Regions from separate parts of the Mus musculus genome. Here regions 2, 3, 4 and 5 are each linked to region 1. The links are chromatin contacts, called in public Hi-C and HiChIP or PLAC-seq maps. All regions are on one chromosome and are shown on one strand. Each heading gives the region's core, a stretch centred on a gene start, on an enhancer-like site or on the middle of the called end of the contact. The rest is flanking DNA. Distances are from core to core; before and after follow the strand shown.

Region 1 (4,001 bases), core at 610-3,109:
GGTCTTTGTCAGAAATAGCTATGGGTTATACTGTGAAGCCTGGACAAAGGGAATGAACTCAGGGTTTGTAAGGTCTCTGTGTCCCATGTGATAAGCCAATAGTTGCCCACATTAAGAACCATAAGAGTTTCACCAAGAGATTAGAAAATCCATTCCAGATTCCTTTTTGAGTTTCTGGCTATACATAAGACTTTTGGGTCTCTGGAAACACTTGTTAAATCCTTTGGTACTATGACATTTTATGTATCTTACGAGTATTCCATTTCATTCAAACAAAGATATATGGACACTTCCTACAAATCCAAAATTCTGGTTTTAAATATTTACTTATTTCATCAGTGAGATGTCTACTGATTCAAAGTTCAGTGCTTTTTATTTTTTGCTCTACATTTTCTAGATTAATCCATGAGAAGTTATAAAGTCAAAGGTTCATTACAGATGACATGCTAACATTTATAAGTGATGAGCATATAATAAGCCTAAAATTAATGAAAAAAAAAATGGAGCCTGACTCCAGGAAATCAACACACACAAAGAATGGGTTCCTTGATCTTCTTAAGGTGGTATACAATTGATCAAAAGACCAGTATTTCTGCCTTAATACAACACAGCATTTAAGTCAGTTCTTTAAGATAGCTGAGAAGGGGGGTGGGCAGAGCAGGCATAAAATACTTTACAAATTATATTTTTTTGGGGGGGACTAGACTTACATCTTTTGCTCCCCCCTCCTTCTGCTATCCAAATGGAAAAATGGAAGAAGAAATAGTATTTTCTAAGGAGGATTCTCTAACCAATCCATCTAGTGTACGATGAAGGCAGATATTAATAGCATCATGGCTAATCAAAAAAACGTAGAGAAATTTTTGTTCTGTTCTCATCCAATTCCCTGAACAGCCCTCTTCACCACCCACAGAAAATTTCCAGGCCTTTAAGACAGCTTTGGGGAAAAGGGTACCCACAATTATGGCTGCAGGACAGTCAATATTGAAATAATCAAAAGCAACAGCAAATATTTTTGGCATCTGGCATTTGCAAGGGTTTCACTACACTCTCCTTAATTAAGGAGATATAGATTATTAACTTGCCCAGAGTTTTTTGTTTTGTTTTGTTTTAACTTATTTTTGTGCTGTTGGTATAGACGCCTGGGCTTCAGGCCTGACAAGTGCTCCATCATCAGATTCCAAGGAAGTCTTTCAGCAAGAACTGAAAATGAAGATTTTTGCCACAACCAACGTTTAATCTGAGAGTTAAGGAAGTTCAAAGTCACTCAACTGATTAGATCACCATCCTTATACACGTTAAGTGCATTTGTGTGGGCGTATGGCCTGCAAAGTGTGTGTGTGTTGTATCTTTAAGTGTATTATTTGACCTTCAGAATTTTATTCAACATGATTTGTCCAGCCGTGGTGGATATTAGGTTCTCGGGTAATCAAAAAAGTGAATGCATTCAAGAAGCCATCATAACCTTGCGTTAAGTCAGAACACATCAAATCAATAAAATGCAGGAGACTTAAACAGAATGAGAGAACTGGAGGTCGGGCCGGGTGGGGTAAGGCGATAAAGTATTTGTAATTGAAGAAAGGTCCTCGAGAAAGAGAAACAAGCTGCATTTAATCGGCGTAGACTTCAGGTCTACGCTGTTCGGAACTAGAGATTTGATTACACTCTACATAAAGTCGGGTTCGGTTCTATTTGCTCAAATCCTTCACGTGCATCATCTCCGAGGAGGCGACCCACACCACCCTAGATTTCCGCCTACCTGGGGTGCTTCCCTATTTCCCTCCTGCACAACACCAGCAACCTTCGACTCGGACCAACTTGGTCGCTGGGACGCCGCCATCTTAGCGCCTCACGTGACTGACAGGAGGGCGTGGCCGGAGCGCCTGGGGCGGGACTTGCAGCTGTCTGACAGCTCGTACCTTTAGTCCGGTACTCCCCCACCCAGTCAAAAGCCGCGCCCTCCAGCCGGGCGGAGGTTGGGCGTGGCGTCGCAGAAGTGCGATCTCTCATTGGCTCCGAGGAAGGCTCAGGGTCAGGGGCCCGCCCCTAGCCAGCCTTGCCTTGTCCTCTGCCAAATTGTCAGCCTGGCCAACCTGAAGGGAACCAGGGGCGGTTCGGGCGCAGGCCTGTTGCTGCGCGCCTTCTTCTCAGGGCGGCTGGGGTAACCGAGCCCTGGTAGTTCCTTCGGCCCGGTCGGTGTGTTAAGGCTGTGGTTTCTAAGGTTCCTCCTCAGAGCCTCCAGCCCGTCTCCCCGGCGCGGCCACAGCAGCACGGGCTAGCCTGCTCTCTACAGTCTTCAGTCCCCATAGTCCACCCTCAAGCCCCGCTTGGAAAGGGTTCAGTTAGAAATATCCCTTTTCCCTGCTCCCCCGAAGAGCCCTGGTCGGCCAGTGTTTTAGGGGTGGATGGTGCTGCGAGGAGGCCAGGCGCGCTTCCGTGCACGTGAAATGCCCAGCAGCGTCTGCCAGACCCGCAACCCCCGACCCTCCAGTCTCCATGTCTTAGGCAAGCCAAATTCGAGAGTTATATAATTTCTAGTGCTGCTGTTTCTCTTGCCCGAGGAAACACTTCATCGCTTGGAGGGTGCAGGACATTTCGGTGCTCTTCTGTATAAGATCGGGGTGTGGGCAGGGGTGGCCAGCGGTGGCAGAGAAATGTCTTTTCTGCAAAAGGAAGGTGGGTAGATTGGAGAGAGACTGAGAAAGGGTGGATGTGGAAGCCAAACAGCTGCACTCTCATTTAGGAAATCGCGGACTATTTGCATAGTGTGTGATTGCATGCCTAATACTACTACAGCGTCTCTGAAAACACCTTTTGGGGAAGGTTTGGTTTCTCCTTTCCAGCAGCCTCAGTGTTTTTCTTCGCCGGATAGGAAGCTGCTTGTTTGCGAAGAGATGGCATGATGTGAATGACTCCAGTGTGAAGAAGTCTGCTTCGCCAAATCATCCTGCATCAAGTGCCCATTGAATAGCACTGTCACTTTAATGTCTCCATGCCAAGGGATTGCCTTCCTTCTTTTCAATCCTCTCAGTTAATACACAGGAGGATCAGGATCTGAGGGGCATTAAGGATCAAGCCTTGGGGGCTTGGAGACCACAGAAGAAAAATAGGAAAGTGACAAGCTGGATAGTGTTTTACTGAGGGGCGAGAAACAGAACCAGTAAATAGAAGGGGGCCTTTGAATCTCTCTTTTGCCCCCAGAAAACTGTCCAAACTCACACACCCCTGAAAAGACTAGAGTAAGACGTTTTTAAAAGTGTTTTTGAAGGGGAAGTTTAAACTTTTTCCTAAAAATTGATGCTCTTTATTACGAACCATGTCGAACATGTATAAATTAATAAGTCAACCGTCCTAAAATTGGTTTGTGCCTTAATTGAGTTAGTTATTGAACATCTAAAAGTGTTGCTGCCTGAAGAGGAGTTTTAGTAACATTTTCTATGCATAAGATAACTTTCTCAGCTTTTAAAACAAGAATATATATTTTACAAAAATTGAAAAACTTGCTATTTTTTTCTTTGAAGACCTTGGGCAGTGTAATGTTTGGTTGTGGAGAAAGGCATCATTTTTTTCTTTATTTGAAATAGAAGACTCAGCCTGGATATCAAGGCTGAACGGTGAAGAGATTTGCAACAGTTAACCTGGTTCCATCTCCATTCAGCTGGATCAAGCAGAGACTGAAACTCAGAGATCTTGAGTCCAGAGTCAGTGGAGAGACCCAAGAATGCCAGTCAAGAAGAAAGGTGGGCTATGAGGTTCATACATAACATATGATTTTCCTTTTTCTTGGCTGTGGTTTTTGTAATTTAAATTGTATTCTATTGCAGGGCAAAATTTTGCCTGGTTTTGAGTAAATATTTACTGCAATGAATATCTGCTCAGTAGTACCTTTTCAGTAATATTTTATTATAGTAAAGTTAAGGTAATACTATAGACATATGTAAATTAATGAACCAGGTAGTTAATGTCACCATTTGTAATCAGAATAGATTCGGTGCTATAGG
Region 2 (4,001 bases), core at 1,052-3,551, 500 kb before region 1:
GTTTCTCCTCACCTGTCGATTGTTCTTCTATGCAAAAAGTTCCGATTTTGGATTTTCCAGTTAAAAATCCCATCTCATATTACAATTGGTGCAGGTGGTAAAAATCAGCCCTATCACCTCCCTCAATGGTTCCATTACTCCTTCTAGATGGGAAACCAGGTGTTGTGCCTCGAACCTTTGCTACAACACTTAGTGGGCAGGACATGCTGATCTCTGGATTCCAGGCCAACAAAGAGTACAAAGTGAGATCCTGTTGCAAAACTTAAAAAATAAAATACAACACCCCCCCCCCAACACACACACACACACACACACACACACACACACCCTTTGGTGAGGAAAGAACCTGTCCCTCCAATGATGTCAGGCATGTGCTTTACAAATGAGCTTTTATGCCTCTGTCCCTTTAAGAAAATTAAATATATTTTAAAGTTTTATACTTGGTCTGGTTTGTAATCTTATGTGCTTCATCTATACATCCACAGTATTCTGCAGGATATGGTGGTGCATAAATGTCTTCTAGGTACTGAGAGGGTTAAAGCACGGAAGGTAACAGGTGTGAGGGCAGCATGGGGAGAGTCTATGTTGAACAGGGAGATTCTAACTCAAACAAACAAACAAAAAATCCCTTTTTCTGAGAGGACCCCAAAGGGTTCAATAATGTGTCAAAAACACACATACCAAAACGTTAAGTCTTGTCCCTCTTTGAAGGGACCGAAGCAAAAGCTAACTCAATCATTCAACTATGGATAAATTTAGAAAGCATCAAAAAATGTACCTTAGGAGTTTGGAAAGATAAAATGAGCTTTCACTTAAATTTTTTCCCTGACAATTTCCTCATTATAAATTTGACATTTTCATTAAAGTCTAAGTAATCATTATACGAAAGGCCAAAGCCTCTACGCTACCCTATCAGAATATAAGTATCTAATTATTAGAACACGTGTCTAGTACTCTTTACAACGCTTGCATAGTATTTTTTTTTTTTTTTTTTTTTTTTTTTTTTTTTTACGGGGCGGCATTTCTCTAAGCACCGACTTCCCTTAATCTTCACACTTGGCTCAAGTACAGAATTTACCACGGTGGCCTGAAATCTTCCAATCCCTTTACATTAAGCAAAAACTTTCAAACTGTTCCCTCCTTTGCCTTAATCAAAGGTGGCTCCCCCTCTACGATCTTCTCGATTCTACTCCTTCCACAAAAAAGTCGACACGAAGGCACACCGCACTTCCATGGAAAGGGGCATACATAACCGCACGGTCACGTAAACCCAAGCCAGAGATCTATACTTTCCATCCTGAAGATCCCGTAGTGCTCTACAGTGACACAGCCCCTCGGATCCTTACGAGGACCCTTCGTACCAACTTTCCTGGGGAAAACTGAACCTCTTACCTCGAGCATGCCTTTTAAACCAGTAAGTACAATCTCAGATTCGCAATCAGCGTCAAGCCCCCAAAGGCACAAACTCCGTCTCCCACGCAGGGACGATCTGAGCGGACCTCGCAGACCCTTTGGGACCTTTAATCCGCTCCTCGACAACTTTCTGCTTGCTATCTGCCGCAGTCCCAGCTCGAAAGCCCCAGCCAAACCGGACTTCCCCGCACGCCTGCGTTCTCCTGAGCGCGGGTGACACCTTTCCCTCCCCCCACGGCCGCCCGCCCGCCGGCCCCGACCGCAGTTACCAAAGAACCTGAAACTTCTACTCCACAGTCCCGGGACAGGCGGGGCTGCACTCACATTTTCGTCTCCCGAGAGGTCCGGGTTGCTGTTCTCGTCGCTGCTCAACTTCTGCTTCTTGGCCGCGGGCATGTCTGTTCCCGCCGGCGCAGTCGACACTTCCCTCTCGGACATGTTCCTCCGCCTCCCTCCAGGTTCTTGCCGCCTCGGGCGGGGCCTCCGCCACACCGCCGTCAAGCACGCCCGGCCCGAGCCTGCCGCAAAGCTGCCGGCGCCGCCACCGCCGCCGCCCCCCCCACTGTCGCAAATCGCGCCCAGCCGCCGAGGCGGGCGTGCGTGCGACCCCGCCACACTGCTGAAAAAGGGGCGCGCACGCGCGCGCCCTCCCGCACGGCTTCCCGGCTGCTTCCCGTCCCTTGGTCCGGGCGGGCGGTTTTCCCGCCGCCCTCTCGACACTTTGCACCGAGGCGTCGGATCTGCTGGCTCAGAGGGCAGGGGTTTCCTACGTCCCCCTTCCCCACCAGCGCCTAGAGACGAGGCGGAACTCAAAGGGCTGCTCCCTCACCCCCTTCCTGGCCAAGACGTTTCATCCGCAATTGGCTCAATCCTTCGATCTCCGACCCGCTGCAAACGAACGAAAGTCTGTGGCCTGGATCGGCCCACCACTGCTCCCGAGGGAGGGGGGAGGAAAGAGAAGTCACCTCTTGTTTTAGGGGGTCTGTGTCTACGGTCCCTGATGCGGAGCTCGGGAGAACAACTTCGAGTTAGTGTTTACGGAACTTCTCACAGCCTAGATTCTTTTTTTGAAGGGAGAGATTCAAAATCTATAGGCTGTTCCCTGCTCGCCTCCCCCATCGGGCACATGGACGGGTCCCACCTGCAGGTGCGCATGCGCTGAGGCGTATTCTCGCGCTGGGTTACGGAGACGACAGGCCGCCTCCTGGCCCCTCCTCCCCTCGGTTCTGTCTGCTGAACCAGGTAGTCTTTCCACCGGTTTCTGAAGCTTCGGGGAGGATTTCAAAACGGTACCAAATCAGTGCCTACGGACACGCCTCCGTTCTGGGCAGATATTTTATCTAATAAATACTTATTACAATGATTGGTTATATTCAACCGGTTGGTGCCACTATTGGCTTAAGTAAGCCTGTATTTTAAATTACATATTTAGACTTAAGTAAAAATACCTTGTGATGCATGATACATTCTAGTAATCCAACATCGGAAGGGCAACAACGGAAGTACTGCCTGCTCGCCTCAATCTTTAGATCATCCTGGTCGACATAGCAAGTTCCGAGCCAATCAAGGCTATTTACTAAAAACCTGTTTGAAAAAAAATTTTTTTAATTGTATGGATCGGACAGAGTATGGGGGCATGCCTTTTATTCCAGCACTAGGGTGTCAGAGGCAGGTCGATTGCAGTGTGTTAGAGCTACACACTGGTTTGGTCTACACGAGGAGTTCCAGGACAGCCTGGGCTTCGTTATAGACCCTCTTTCCAAAAATAAATAAATAAAAATTACATGGTTCTGAATTGTCATAATTCATAGTCTTAAGTGTTCGTTTTAGCTGTTGAAAGCTGAGGCTCTAGGAAACTGACAAGACCTATAAGTCACTGTGAGCAACTGCATGAGTTTGTGAGACTTAGGTAAAAGGCAATTTTTTAATATAGGGAAAGGTAACTAAATTTGCCCGTATCATTAAAAACTCTTTAATTTTTCATTTTTAGATTAAAAAAAATGTGTGTATGAGTGTGTGTATGTCTGTGCCCCACATGTCTGTACTGGTACACAAAGTCAGAGGATGTTGGATCCCTGGGACTGGAGTCACTAACGTTTGCGAGCCAGCCTGTAGCCAGTCTGTAGCCAGCCTGTAGCCAGCCTGTAGCCAGCCTTAACCACTGAGCCAGCTCACTTGTCCCCTCAGGTACAATCTTGACAGACAAATAATAAATTTGTGAGCCTTGTGGATTTGGTGGGTGTATTGTTAAGCCATGGGAATGTCTGAATGAAGAACTTCCTCTCCTCAATTATAGGACAGAATTGTTTCTATATTGTCATTTGTCATTTGTGAAATGAAGAGGTAGAAATTATAGGACAGAATTGTTTCTATATTGTCATTTGTCATTTGTGAAATGAAGAGGTAGAAACAGACAAGACATTTGCTGGGCACCCACTTAATAATAAAAAGTATTTTCCTTTCGCCCTCCAGTGTCTTAGTCTTTCAGAGGAAGTTTATGTAAGCTAAATGAGACAATTTAGGTGAAAAAGTTTAAATGTTTATCTTTTCTGGAAAAGTTGCTGGGAGATAAAACTTTGAAATTTGAA
Region 3 (4,001 bases), core at 376-2,875, 450 kb before region 1:
TACCCATTAATATTAAGTGCCCAGAATGGGGACAATTTTTAGGGATGTAAAGTGTACTAGTGGTTGCTTATGGTTGGGCATAGAAGTGAGTATGGGACAATTGGCTGGGAGTAACAGCTAAAAGATCTTTGGCTTCTTTTTGTGGTGATAGTTGTACAACTCTGATATGATGTGCTGAAAATGATGGGAGCACAGGCTTCAAGTGGGCAAGACTGCAGAGCATGTGAGTTACCCCAGTATATTCCTCACCTTACAAACTTTAAAAATCATTGCATTGTACATTTGTAAGCGGTGTAAAATACACACACACACACACACACACACACACACACACATATATGTATATATATATATATATATATTTTTTTTTTTTTTTTTTTTTTTTTTTTGAGCCAGAGGCTTGCTAAGTCACCCAGGCTTGCCTCAAACTCACTATGTCACTCATGCTGACATGGAAATTTTGGAGATCCTCTTGCCTGTCTCCCTAGTGCTGGGATTACCAACATGTCCCAGCAGTGCTGGCTCAATGGGTAGATGCCCTCTTCTTTCTTGGTGCTGGAGTTTGTGCCACCAAGCCTGGCTGATAAAGCTATTTTTAAGAAACCAAAGCATGCGGGGTACAGGGTCAGGCAGATCTCTGTGAGTTTGAGACTAGTCTAGTCTACAAAGCAAGTTCTAGGACAGCCAGGGCTACACAGAGAAACCCTGTCTCACAAACCAAAAAGAAAGACAGACAGACATACACACAGACAGAAAAGAAAGGAAGAAAGAAAGGAAGAAAGAAAAACACAACCTGGCTGTTGCTTTGAATGCATCTGTATTATTATTGTTGTTATTGTTATTATTATTATTATTTGTAAAATAATGAAGGCTGAAAGCGACTGAACATCAGGTGAGATATAAGAGCAGTGCATAAAATTTGGAGTTCAGAAACCTGGTTCCGTTCCTCATCTTTTTCTTTTTCTTTTTTTTTTTTTTTTTTTTTGGTTTTTCGAGACAGGGTTTCTCTGTATAGCCCTGGCTGTCCTGGAACTCACTTTGTAGACCAGGCTGGCCTCGAACTCAAGAGATTCACCTGCCTCTGCCTCCCGAGTGCTGGGATTAAAGGCGTGCGCCACCACGCCCGGCTTCCTCATCTTTTTCAAAAGAAATATTTTTATATTTATTTGTATGCAAAGGTGCATGCATGCCATAGCATGCCTGTTGAGGTCAGAGAACAAAGTTCAGAAGTTCATGATGCAGGTCCCAAGCATCAAACTCAGGTCATTAGGCTTAGCAAGCACCTTTATCCACGGACCCATCTCACCCGTTCACCGTTCCTCTTGCCACTGCTCACTGACCGTTTCATACTATTTTCCCATTTGCAAAGCAGGAAAATTAGCTCTACCTTACATGGGTGCTTCTGGGCACAGAATGTTTAATGGGCTCATTTTCTTGTCTTTTAGGGTTGTTTAAGCCTGAGGTTAAAACAGCATGGTGATAAAGTCCACTAATGTATGAAAGGGATTTGAAAGTTAAGTCTTCTATAGAAGATAAGCTAACATGGGTCTCAGTCACGGCTGTGTATCAGGAAGTAAAACCAGCCGAGCCTTGACCTTTAAAAGGAAGCACTACCCCTTTGTCCAAGTGCCTTATAACATGTCTTTATAACTGGCTGTGTAAGAATGAAGAAAAGCTGTCCATCTTCTGAGAAGGTATGCTGCTTATAAAGGGAATGTGCAGGTTTGGGTTGGGGGACTGGGAAGGAGGCTGACATAAAGGATCAAAGGTGTGTGGTGCCAAGTTACCATAGCAACGTGTTCTGCTGCTCCGCGCGGCTTGCAGTCTTGGGCTTGCCCCCAGATGGATGAGGCGCTTGGCAAACGCCAGAACCAAGCTTCTCTGCATGAAATTATTTTCTCCATATGCAGCTAAGAGAGGCAGATACCCTTTCCCACAAATGATGTGCAAAAGGAAGAGCCTGGGTTTTTACAAAGCAACTTCCTCTCCTTTCTTAGAATGAGACCAGAGAGTCCACGTCTCCCTCCAATGCCTGGGATGTGAAGTACTCAGTAGATAGCTGGGTCAGGAGCAAATGATCAGAATTTACGCAGACGGCCAGAGTGGCAGGGAGCATCATGGCTTATTGGCAAGAAGCGGCTCCTAAATTATATCAAGGACTCTCGGAAAGGAGAACTCAATTCACACGGCACACACTTCACTGTCTGTTGCAAGCCACACAGTGTGTTTATGTCTGGATCTGGCCTTTATTAAATTTCTTCAGCCTGTGGCACATTCCCCTCAGATATTGTGTTTATTATTCAGACAGGGCAGGGAGCTGCTCCCCACCCGTGCCCCTCAATCTTCTGTCCTGCACATATCTCAGATGTTGTAGGGACAGCGTGTGACAATGTCTGCTTAGTGGACATTCCGTTCTCAACCTTTCCGAGATCCTGATGGAAAAGGGGGCCTGCCCTGGCCAGCATCTGGGCACGTCATCTTTTCCTTATAAAGAGCAGAGACAACCTTCCTGGAGCCGGGGCAGCTGTTTTTGTAATCAGTCTCGTAGGATTGAAAAGCATCGCTTCAACCCAGGAGTGGGGCTCTCAGTTCTACCTCTGGGGACGGTGTTGAGGGGGTCTCATTGCTCACGAAACCTCTGTCTGCTTCTCCTTCTCTACAATAGTCTTGCATTTTTGGCACATCCTCTGGGACTCTGCTTTCCTGGAAGACATTTTCTTTCTGTAACTCCTCTGCCGCTTCATCAAACCTCTCGCCAAAGTGGGGAAGAGAATCATCCCCCACCCCGCAGATTATGTGAACTGCCTCAGCCTGCAAGTGGCCAACATGCTGGCAGTACCAGGAACTCTCCCCAGTTAATCCCCACAGTGGCTCTGGGAGGCGAATATTTTTCATTCCTGTTTTATCTTTGAGGAATCAGGTCTTAGGGAGATCATATTAGCAGTCCCTGGCTGGGCTATTATTTAAGTGCAGGTTCTGAGTATACACATACAGCTAAAATAGCCAAAAGCAGCAGGCTCAGTCATTAAGTTTTGCCATTGTCAAAACTTGGGGGGAGCAAAGGAAGACACAAACAGAACCCTAATAACTCTGAGGTCCTAATAATGCTAATTTTAGACCTTAACTGTAATAGCATATGTGCTGTGGTTGGTGGCAACAGGAAAGGACAGAACAGGAAATACCATGACCCAGATTCTGGCTAATGAGAAAGATTAACAAATACCAGAGCCAGCTCTGCTTTCTATGCAATCCTTCAAGACCTAGCTCCCTGTGCAAGCTCTTCCGAGAAACTGTATGATTTCTAGAAGCAATCCTTTGCTCTGTGCCTCCACTGTCTTTTGCCGCAGCCTGGTTACAGCTCTTCCTCAGCACAGGGTTAGTATGACTTTTCCTGGTTGGCTGAGCATCTTGAGCATCTCATGTCTTTGTACCCAAGACCTCGAAGACTGCCTAGCAAAGTCTCAAGTCAGTGTTGATGGTCAATAAATTGTTCCCGTTTCCTACTCTGAGTTTCCTGGTTTTCATCAGTATCTCACTTCCTTTACATCCTGTCTTGGGTGGGACTGGCATTCTTATTAGCTGCTTAGCCTATGAGCTCCCTTCTCGAATCTTGGAAAACTAGTATTTTATGACACAGGATGAGAGACTATGTCTTCTGTCTTCCACTTGTGGAAATTGGAAGAGGCCAGTCACTCTCCTGCATCACCGGCAGCTAGACCACTAGACCCAATCTCACCAAAGACCTCACGATTGGAGTGGAATGACCTAAAACTCTTGGAAAGCTTAGAATGTGTGCTAGCGGTGATACTGATGTGCACAGCACAGAGAAGTGTGAGGAGTGTTCCAACTACTGTGTTTCTGTGGTGTGATCTTGCCTGTGCCTCCTGGTCTGTATTCAAACATACTGTCTTTTCTGAGAACCTCATCATAAGCCCCCAATTGGCCCCTATTTTGATTTCAGTACCCAGAATTAATTTCTGGGTTTTGGTTGTTTTTTGTTT
Region 4 (4,001 bases), core at 1,067-3,566, 400 kb after region 1:
TGTCTTCATAACATTACTACAAGAGAGTACATCTTTGTTGATGTGCAAATAATAATAATTTAATAACTATTAATGACTGGACAAACATATCAACAAGAGACAATCCTGTGATGAGATCTCTGAATGTCCTGAAATTCAAAATTAATCCATTACAGCCATACAAAAACCAACAGACCATCTAGAGAAAGTCACTTGTTAGGTTTTGACTCCTGGATGGCTTCTGACAGTACTGGATTGTATAAAAAAGCAGGCTGAACAAACTAAGTGTATCAAGCCAGCAAGCTGCTTTGCTCCATGGTATGTATTTCAGTTACTATCTCTAGGTTCCTTATTTGGACTTCTTCTCCAGCTTCTCTTGATGATGGACTTTGCATGGAAGTATGAGCCAAATAATCCTTTATTCCCTGAGTTGCTCTTGGTTTGGTATTTATCACAGCAATAAAAAAAAAATAGGACAGATCAGAAGTATATAATATTGTTAAAATGGATTTGTGACTAAAAGCATTCTGCAGAATCAATAAAATACTTATCAAAATTAGAGTGATATTTTTCATGGAAATAGAAAGAAAATGTTTTTAAAAATTCACATAAAACACCAAAACATGGCAAATGAAATCCAGAGTAGAAAGAACAATGCCAGAGATATAACAAAATCTTACTTCAAATCATTTCACAGACCCATAGTAATAAAACCAGCAAGGCAGAGACACAAAACCAGACATGTACACCAGTGAACAGAAAAAAAAAAAAAAAAAAAAAAAAACTAAGAATAACTCAACACAGCTGAAGTAATTTGATTCTTGATAAAGGCTCCAAAAGCACGCACAAGGTGATAACGCCTTTTAAAGAAGAAGTGCCAGAAAACTAAATATCCACATCTAGGAGATTAAAGTATAGATTTTGATCTCACACACTGTGCAATAATTAGTTCCAAATTGATTAATAATTTAAAATAAGACTTGAAACTTTAAAACTAGTAAAGGAGAGGGAACACAACTCAATACAAGAGAAATTCCTTTCTAACTACAATAGCTCAGGGAATTAAAGTAAGAATTCCCAAACAGGATTATATAAAATAAATGAAATCATATAGCAAAGCAAGCCATTTCTAGAGACAAGAGACAGCCTATATTTAACAGGGGATTGGCAAGGGGGAGGTTATAGGGGACTTCCAGAGAGAAAATTTGGCAAGGGATAGCATTTGAAATGTAAATGAAGAAAATATCTGATAAAAAATTTTAAAATGCAGAAAATGTAAAATATTTAAAAACATTAAATGACAAGTGAGCAAACAATCTGGTTACTTAATGGGCAAATAAATTTAGCAGGCTCTTCAATGAAAATATATAATTGGCCAATGCAGGAATGTCCAGTCATTAGCTATAAGAAAATGAATGAAAATTAAAACTCTGTCAATGGGACTTGAGAGAGAGCGCAGTAGCTAACAACCCTGGCTGTTCCTCTAGAGGACCCAATTCAATACCCAGCACCCACATGACCCAACCATCTATAACTCTAATTACCAGGAATCTTATGCTCTCTTTTTATCTTTATGGGAACCAGACATTCATGTGGTATGTTGTGCAGGGACATTCATACAGGAAAAACTCTCATCCATACACATATAAATAAATAAACAAACAAACAAACAAATAAATAAAACATACATAATACATACATACATACATACATACATACATACATGCCACAGACTCTCTGGGTCCCTTTGTCTGCGTGGACGGGTCTCTGGATACAGATGGGCAAGGAGTTGGAGAGTGATAGACAGACCAAACACGAGAGATTGTGTAGAATCTGAATGTAATGTCAGGTCAAGCATCAAACATTTTATACGCAGAATAGCAAGAAACCAGACAAAACAATCCACCAAGTTACAGTGACGCAATACAAAAGGAATGTATACATCAAAAGAAGGCGGGGACCAGGCCGCTGCCACTAAGAAGGGAGCCAGTTGTAAAGCTAGTCTACTGTTAAGCCCACCACCAGGGGTTCTACTTTAGCAGACCTTCTCATGAATACTGCAATACCACAATCCTCCTATTTCCTGGGCTCTGATAATTTTTAGTGTGAGTGTAACTTTTAAGTATCTGAGGAGAATCTTCATTTGTCAGAAGAATTCACCAACTTGCCTCTAATATGCAATGTAGCCTGTACTGAAGATTTCTATCTCAGTGGGATTCCCTGGCTCTTTTATGGTATTCCCTTGTTTGGGTGAGATTTGCTACTGTCCTTAGTAGATACTCTGCAAACCAGCCACGAGCTGTTGGCTCTGTCTTTTGTAATGCTTAATGAGTTACTGAATAGGTAACTTCCTTACTGCATTTCTACCGGATTCCAAGCTTGTCTGGCTTCTGGCACATTGGAACACTGGTGGGAGACCTAACTATATCAGAATTCAATCTTAAAAGGCACTTATAATAAAATAATACTAAAAGAGAGCACGTGGATCCATACACCAGACTAACGTGAGGCTAGGGTATGAGTATACGGGTTAATGAGAATGCCAAAGCTCCAGGAAACTCTTGAGTGCTTTCAGGCCTCTTGGCCTGCCAAGCAAACTTCACTGGCGTGTGCATAGCACATACATACATACATACATACATACATACATACACACATACATACACACATACATACATAAACCTGTGTTGATATTTCATCTCAACCCAGTCAGAGTGTCCAAGGTTAAGAAATAAACAACATAGGTTGCTGCTGGCACAGAAGTGGACATATATTAGCTAAAGACTATCAGAATCATGATATGTATTCCTTACACAATTAGGCTAACACTTTAATATGATCTAGAAATACTACTTCTGTGAACAATTTCAAAAGAATCAGTTCCTTCATTAGAGCAGTATCTGTATGTCTATGTGTATCTCAGTACTATACACAAGGCTAAGCTATAGAATTAGCCTAGGTGTTCCCCAGAACATGAATGTAGAAATAAAATATGGAATATCTATCTATCTATCTATCTATCTATCTATCTATCTATCTATCTATCTATCTATCTTCTATTTATCTGAGGTTTTCTTGTTTTGTTTTGCTTTGCTTTGCTTTGCTTTGTTTTGTTTGTTTTTGTTTTTCAAGACAGGGTTTCTCTGTGTAGCCCTGGCTGTCCTGGAACACACTCTGTAGATCAAGCTGGCCTGGAACTCAGAAATCAGCCTGCCTCTGCCTCCCAGGTGCTGGGATTAAAGGCGTATATCACCACTGCCCAGCCTATCTGAGTTTTATTTAGCTCTAAAGGAAATAAAATCATGTCTTTGTACAAAAATAAATGGAACTATAGATCATCATTTAAAGCATCATAGTCAGACTTATGAATAAAAACAATAACTATTCTCTATCTGATGAGGACATGAAGACAAAGTGGGACTTCTTAGGGACAAGGAAGTGGAAATGAGAGAGAGAGGGAGAGGAGGAGGGAGAGGGGGAGGGAGAAGGGAAGGGGGAGAGGGAGTTAATATAATCAAAGTTATAGGATTGTGTGAAAGGATTGGTACTAGCTTGTCTTATGTCAGCTTGACACATAAACTAGAGTTAAATAAGGAACCTCCACCATAAGATGTGGCTGTTTCTTAATTAGTAATTGATGGGGGGAGAGCCAAGTCCATTGTGCATAATGCCATTCTTGGTCTGGCGGCTCTAGGTTCTACAAGAAAGCAGGCTGAGGAAGCCAGTAAGTAGTACCCTTCCATGGTTTCTGCATTAACTTCTGAGTCCAGGATCTTGCCCTGTTTGAGTTTCTGTCCTGTCCTCCTTCAATGATAAACAGCACTGGAGAATTGTAAGCTGAATAAATCCTTTCCTCCCCAACCTATATGTTGGTTATAGTGTTTCATCACAGCAATAGAAACACTAAGAAAAGTATCATAATGAAATTTATTACTGACACATAGTAATGCAAAAGAAAAAAATTACTCTCACGTACAAAATTATCATTGAAGCTTGTGAACATTGTGTCAACCAAAATAATC
Region 5 (4,001 bases), core at 896-3,395, 330 kb before region 1:
TAATGAGGAACAATAGGAATTCCGTGCAGCAGAAAAGAAGGTATAGACATGTAGGTAGGAAAACTGCAGCAGTGTTTATGTTAACAGGTGCTTTGTTGAGAAGTGGGATTCTAAGGGTCAAAATATAGCTGAAGTCATTGACTTAAGGCCAGATTGTGGAAGGAGTTGAATTTTAACAACACACTTTTCGTCAGAGGTTATTGCTCAGGAGTTTTGGTCAGATTGCACTGTTGTTGGAGCTACTGTGTCTTCTCTTTTGCCAGTCTGAAGATGGGAGCAGAAGGCTTTGCTTGCTTTGAAAGCTAAATGTTATCTTCTACTTTTGCTTACTACAAGTGTAAGCTACTAGATTGTGACCTCGAGCCTTCGTTTTTTGTTTCTTTGAGACAGAACTATGTAGCTGAAGTTGGCCTGCTAATTTTTATATTTAGCCCAGTCTGGCCTCAGACTCCTGAATATTGGAATTATAGGTGGCTCCTCTAAGCTAGACTATTTCGTTTTTAGACAGAGTTTTTCACTGTTTGCCCAAGCGGGTCTCAAATTTGGGATTTCCCCTTCCTCAGCCTTCCAACTGGTAGAATAACTATCACAACTCTGGGCCAGACTTTTAAATTTTGAGTAGTTCCAATGTCTGTATTTATATAGTATTATTTTATTACATTATTGTACTATAAACTATCATTTAAATTTTTATGTTACTTTATTACTATAGATTATTATTAATAATACAGTGATAAGTACTCAGGTTTGAGGGGTATTTGTCTTTCAGGTGAATGGGATCATTGAAGAAGAACAACAAAAGGCTTAATATCTATCTAATTTTGACCTAAATGTAGATCCCTCCCTTTCTTCCTTCTGGTTTGGTTTTTTTTTTTTTTTTTTTTTTTTTTTTTGACTAGGTTTTAGTATGTAGCCCACATACCTGTTTCCTGAGTGCTGAGTTTAAAGGCATGTACCACTATGTCAAGCTAAAAGTTTGTTAAAAGTTTAAGAAAACTTCAATATTACACAGAGTTGGATGAAATTAATTTAGTTAGGATACAGTGTACACAGAGTTGGAGAATAACTTAGATTTGGGTTGTTATTTCTTGTGTTTTGCATTGACATGTAGTAGCATATTTATAAAAACCTCTAAAAAATCTGTTTAATAATCTTGTTCTGGTTTATAAAGGTGGCACATGCCTTTAATCCCAGCGCCCAGGAGGCAGAGGCAGTCAGATTTTTAGGAGTTCAAGGCCATCCTGGTCTAGAGGTCCAGGACATTGACAGCTATATAGTTAGACCTTGTCTCAACTCCTCACTCTTAAAAAAGGAAAGAATATGTGGACATTTATCCATTTAATTTGCTTATCTTGCAGTGCTGGGGTTTGAACCCAGAGCCTCATTGCATACTAGGCAAGCATTCCTACTTCCATGATATATCCCTAGCCTTAACTTTTTTATTTTTGGTCAGAGTACATTTACTTTCAGATGATAATAAAGAACCTTGCCTGGGAGTCTGGAGAAACCCCTTATCTAGCTCACAGAAAACTTTCAGAGACTGGGGAATAGAGGACTTCCCAACAAATAATGATTTCTATAAGTATGTAAAGTTCTATTTGGGAATAGCAACTTCAAGAGGGAACTCACCTTGTGGAGTATTGGTGCTAGCCTTCTCTCTGCATGACCTTAGAAAATCAGCTTGCTTGTTTTCTAAATTGCCTTTTTCTCTGCTATTCTGTGATGCTAAATTTGTGCTCCTTTAGCTTTTCGTTATTGGCTTTGGCAATTACCATCATAACCTTTGAAAACTACAGTCAAGAAACTGTTTGTCTACTTAGCTCTTCCTTTATTTCCCACAAGTTTTCAGTCCCATGTACTAATATATTATTACTTAAAAAAACAATGAGAGCTTGTATGTCATGCAGCTGTTGACATTCTTTTATGTGATTTTGTTTTTAGGAAAAAATGGCTAACAAAATGTGAAATTTCTTGTACCTTTATTGAAAATATGTAACGAATATAAATATATATGATAAAAGGCTTCCGATCAGTCTCTTCAAATATATGTCATGTTTGCTTTCAAAGTTTTCACTTCAGGTTTGTCACAGGATCTCTTTATTTGTGCATTAGGTTGGAAGCCTTTGTTCAGTGAAGCACAGCTGTCTAGGTGGGACACACTTGAGCAGCCATGAGTAGCAACTGCAATAAGGTTGCTCCCCATGCTTCTACTGGAAGAGTTTTATTTTTATTTTATACTCATGGCACCTATTCCTGAAAATAGGGACTGTTTTGTTTGCTTCTGTATCTCTTGAACTGAGAATATTAATGCCTGTTGTATAAAAGTAATTTTTGTGAATTTTTTTGAGATTAATGCCTGTTGTATAAAAGTATTTTTTGTAAATTTTTTTTTTTTGTTGTTTTGTTTTTCGAGACAGGGTTTCTCTGTTTAGCCCTGGCTGTCCTGGATTTAATGTGTTTTATGTTGCACTTTGGTTTTGATAAAGGTCCTCATGTAGTTGAGGCTAACATTGAACCCCTCATCTTCCTGGTTTTGCATCTTGAATGTTGCTATTACAGGAGTGCTCTACTACATCTGCTTTTAATGTGCCTTTGATGACGACAGTGGGTTTAGTGTACTAGGCTAGTGAACCTTTCGGTGAACAGTTTTTAAGTGTTAACTTGTTCTTGAATAAAATTAATGTTTTAATGTTGAAAACATTTAATGTGATATTGATCTTAAGTTGGTTCACTTGTCAGTTCAGAGAACTTATACCAGAATTAGTTTAGTTTTTAATTAGGAAAAGGTAAAGGGTGTTAGTAGCAGTGCTCGTAACTATTTTCCTAGACGAGGTGAGGTGCAGTAAGTAATTTTCCTGTATTTTTGGCTTTATCATAATAGAACAGTTGAGAATGTTATCAGAAGTGTCATTAACCAGTTACTCTGTACTGTTTCTAAGAAAGTAACATCTTAGAATAGTTAAATGATGAATTATAGGTTCTTGCCATAGCCTTATTTTATGTTTCATTTTGCTTAACACAACTATAGGAATATTACATTTTTTACTATTAAGAATTTTTAGTTGCTTGTTGAAAGGACTGCTGCTTTTGTGTGTGTGTTTATACATTTTCTTCTTAATGGTAGAATTCTACAGTAGATCAGGGCTGCATTTAGAAAGTATGTAATTGTATGTATAGGTTTGGACTGAAATCTCTGTGTAGCTGGGATAACTGCTAGTAGAAGATGAAAGGAGTTTGTGTTTACTTGCAGTGAATGATTTACTAGTTCTTGTGAGACTCCCATGCTGCCTGTGGTGTTAAGAAGTAAATTGTACAGCTAGGTTAGTTGATTTGGTATTTCCCCTTCCCTTTGGTTTTTGTTTGTTTTTGGTCCTCTAAGTGATTGACAATTAAATAGAAAACTTACTGGTATAGTTTGTATAATCTTTAATCATGTTCAGTTTGTAGTTATACTTAGAAAATTTGCCTTTTAACATTTGCTTGCTTCCAGTTTGTTTTTAGATTACATCTTTGGGAAGGAAGGGGAGGAATTTGGTAGCATTTCTGTGAGGTTAGTAGAATAGGAAACTGATTTCAAATGGTAGTTGCTAATGTTATTTCAGGTGAGCAGCCTACGGGGATTTGGGCTTTTATTTATAAGGCCAGTGAGTACACTGGACGTTACTTTCCTTTTCTTTTTTCTTGAGATGGAGTCTCATGTCGTTCAGGTTTGCTCATTTGGGGCTTGAGACACAGTCTTACAATGTAGACCATGCTGGTCTGGAACTCACTGTGTAACACAGGTGACCTTCAACTCTTTGGCAGTGTTCCCTACTCAGCAGCCTAAGCCCTAGGATTGCAGGTTTGTGCTCGCATTTCTGGCCAAAACTAATAAAAAGAAGAAACTAAATGGCTGAGATAGCTGAAACACAATGATCAAGAATGAATTTAGAATTTATTTCTAGATCCTTTACTCATTTGTTAGGTTACAGACCTGTTACATCGTAGTACAGTCGTGTCCC

The links. Hi-C and Micro-C count contacts between places; a contact is called where the count stands out from the background. HiChIP or PLAC-seq counts read pairs in DNA pulled down with a chosen protein or histone mark.
Region 2: an H3K4me3 HiChIP or PLAC-seq map of the 230-238 cell line shows a contact between it and region 1, with 28 read pairs. The contact joins the promoter of Eed here to the promoter of Tmem126b in region 1. A contact is called at or near these places in 12 of 39 promoter capture datasets (the C10 cell line, cranial neural crest, embryonic stem cells and 7 more), 14 of 484 Hi-C or Micro-C datasets (B cells, CD4 T cells, CD8 T cells and 10 more), 25 of 115 datasets of contacts at active chromatin or transcription factors (the 230-238 cell line, DN3 thymocytes, the NIH/3T3 cell line and 18 more) and 4 of 9 other capture datasets (adipose tissue, liver, macrophages and 1 more).
Region 3: a Hi-C map of cerebellum shows a contact between it and region 1, with 2.2 times the contacts expected there. The contact joins the promoter of E230029C05Rik here to the promoter of Tmem126b in region 1. A contact is called at or near these places in 8 of 39 promoter capture datasets (the HPC-7 cell line, hematopoietic stem and progenitor cells, liver and 4 more), 3 of 484 Hi-C or Micro-C datasets (the N1E-115 cell line, cerebellum and uterus), 8 of 115 datasets of contacts at active chromatin or transcription factors (the 230-238 cell line, bone marrow-derived macrophages, embryonic forebrain and 3 more) and 1 of 9 other capture datasets (macrophages).
Region 4: an H3K27ac HiChIP or PLAC-seq map of embryonic stem cells shows a contact between it and region 1, with 6 times the contacts expected there. The contact joins the enhancer-like site here to the promoter of Tmem126b in region 1. A contact is called at or near these places in 4 of 39 promoter capture datasets (cranial neural crest, embryonic stem cells and stem cell-derived epiblast-like cells), 1 of 484 Hi-C or Micro-C datasets (cerebral cortex) and 4 of 115 datasets of contacts at active chromatin or transcription factors (astrocytes and embryonic stem cells).
Region 5: a contact with region 1 is called in an H3K4me3 HiChIP or PLAC-seq map of the 230-238 cell line, with 14 read pairs. The contact joins the enhancer-like site here to the promoter of Tmem126b in region 1. A contact is called at or near these places in 3 of 484 Hi-C or Micro-C datasets (CD4 T cells and muscle stem cells), 4 of 115 datasets of contacts at active chromatin or transcription factors (the 230-238 cell line, the SCID.adh cell line, large pre-B cells and 1 more) and 2 of 9 other capture datasets (adipose tissue and liver).

Annotation. Positions count from the first base shown.
Region 1 is chr7:90,474,136-90,478,136 of GRCm38.p6, forward strand. Tmem126b (transmembrane protein 126B) reads right to left here and starts at 1,860. Exons shown (of 5, transcript NM_026734.2): 1 at 1,760-1,860. The coding sequence starts at 1,840. It also overlaps a transcript of Dlg2 not described here.
Region 2 is chr7:89,978,675-89,982,675 of GRCm38.p6, forward strand. Eed (embryonic ectoderm development) reads right to left here and starts at 2,302. Exons shown (of 12, transcript NM_021876.3): 1 at 1,738-2,302. The coding sequence starts at 1,851. RefSeq lists a promoter at 2,138-3,900, an enhancer at 2,561-2,597 and cis regulatory regions at 2,569-2,576, 2,772-2,779.
Region 3 is chr7:90,027,534-90,031,534 of GRCm38.p6, forward strand. It overlaps E230029C05Rik (RIKEN cDNA E230029C05 gene), which reads left to right and starts at 1,626. Exons shown (of 6, transcript NR_110365.1): 1 at 1,626-1,694.
Region 4 is chr7:90,874,710-90,878,710 of GRCm38.p6, forward strand. It overlaps a transcript of Dlg2 not described here. Among named protein-coding and RNA genes, the nearest start is that of Gm39048, 140 kb to the right of the region's middle. Within about 2 kb of position 2,317, at least 4 of the 459 cell types and tissues checked have an H3K27ac peak or open chromatin away from gene starts, as enhancers often do. A contact at or near this core is called in embryonic stem cells and stem cell-derived epiblast-like cells, where this site is marked.
Region 5 is chr7:90,142,321-90,146,321 of GRCm38.p6, forward strand. The region is part of intron 1 of Picalm (phosphatidylinositol binding clathrin assembly protein); the gene reads left to right. Among named protein-coding and RNA genes, the nearest start is that of Picalm, 14 kb to the left of the region's middle. Within about 2 kb of position 2,146, at least 34 of the 459 cell types and tissues checked have an H3K27ac peak or open chromatin away from gene starts, as enhancers often do. A contact at or near this core is called in the 230-238 cell line, liver and pro-B cells, where this site is marked.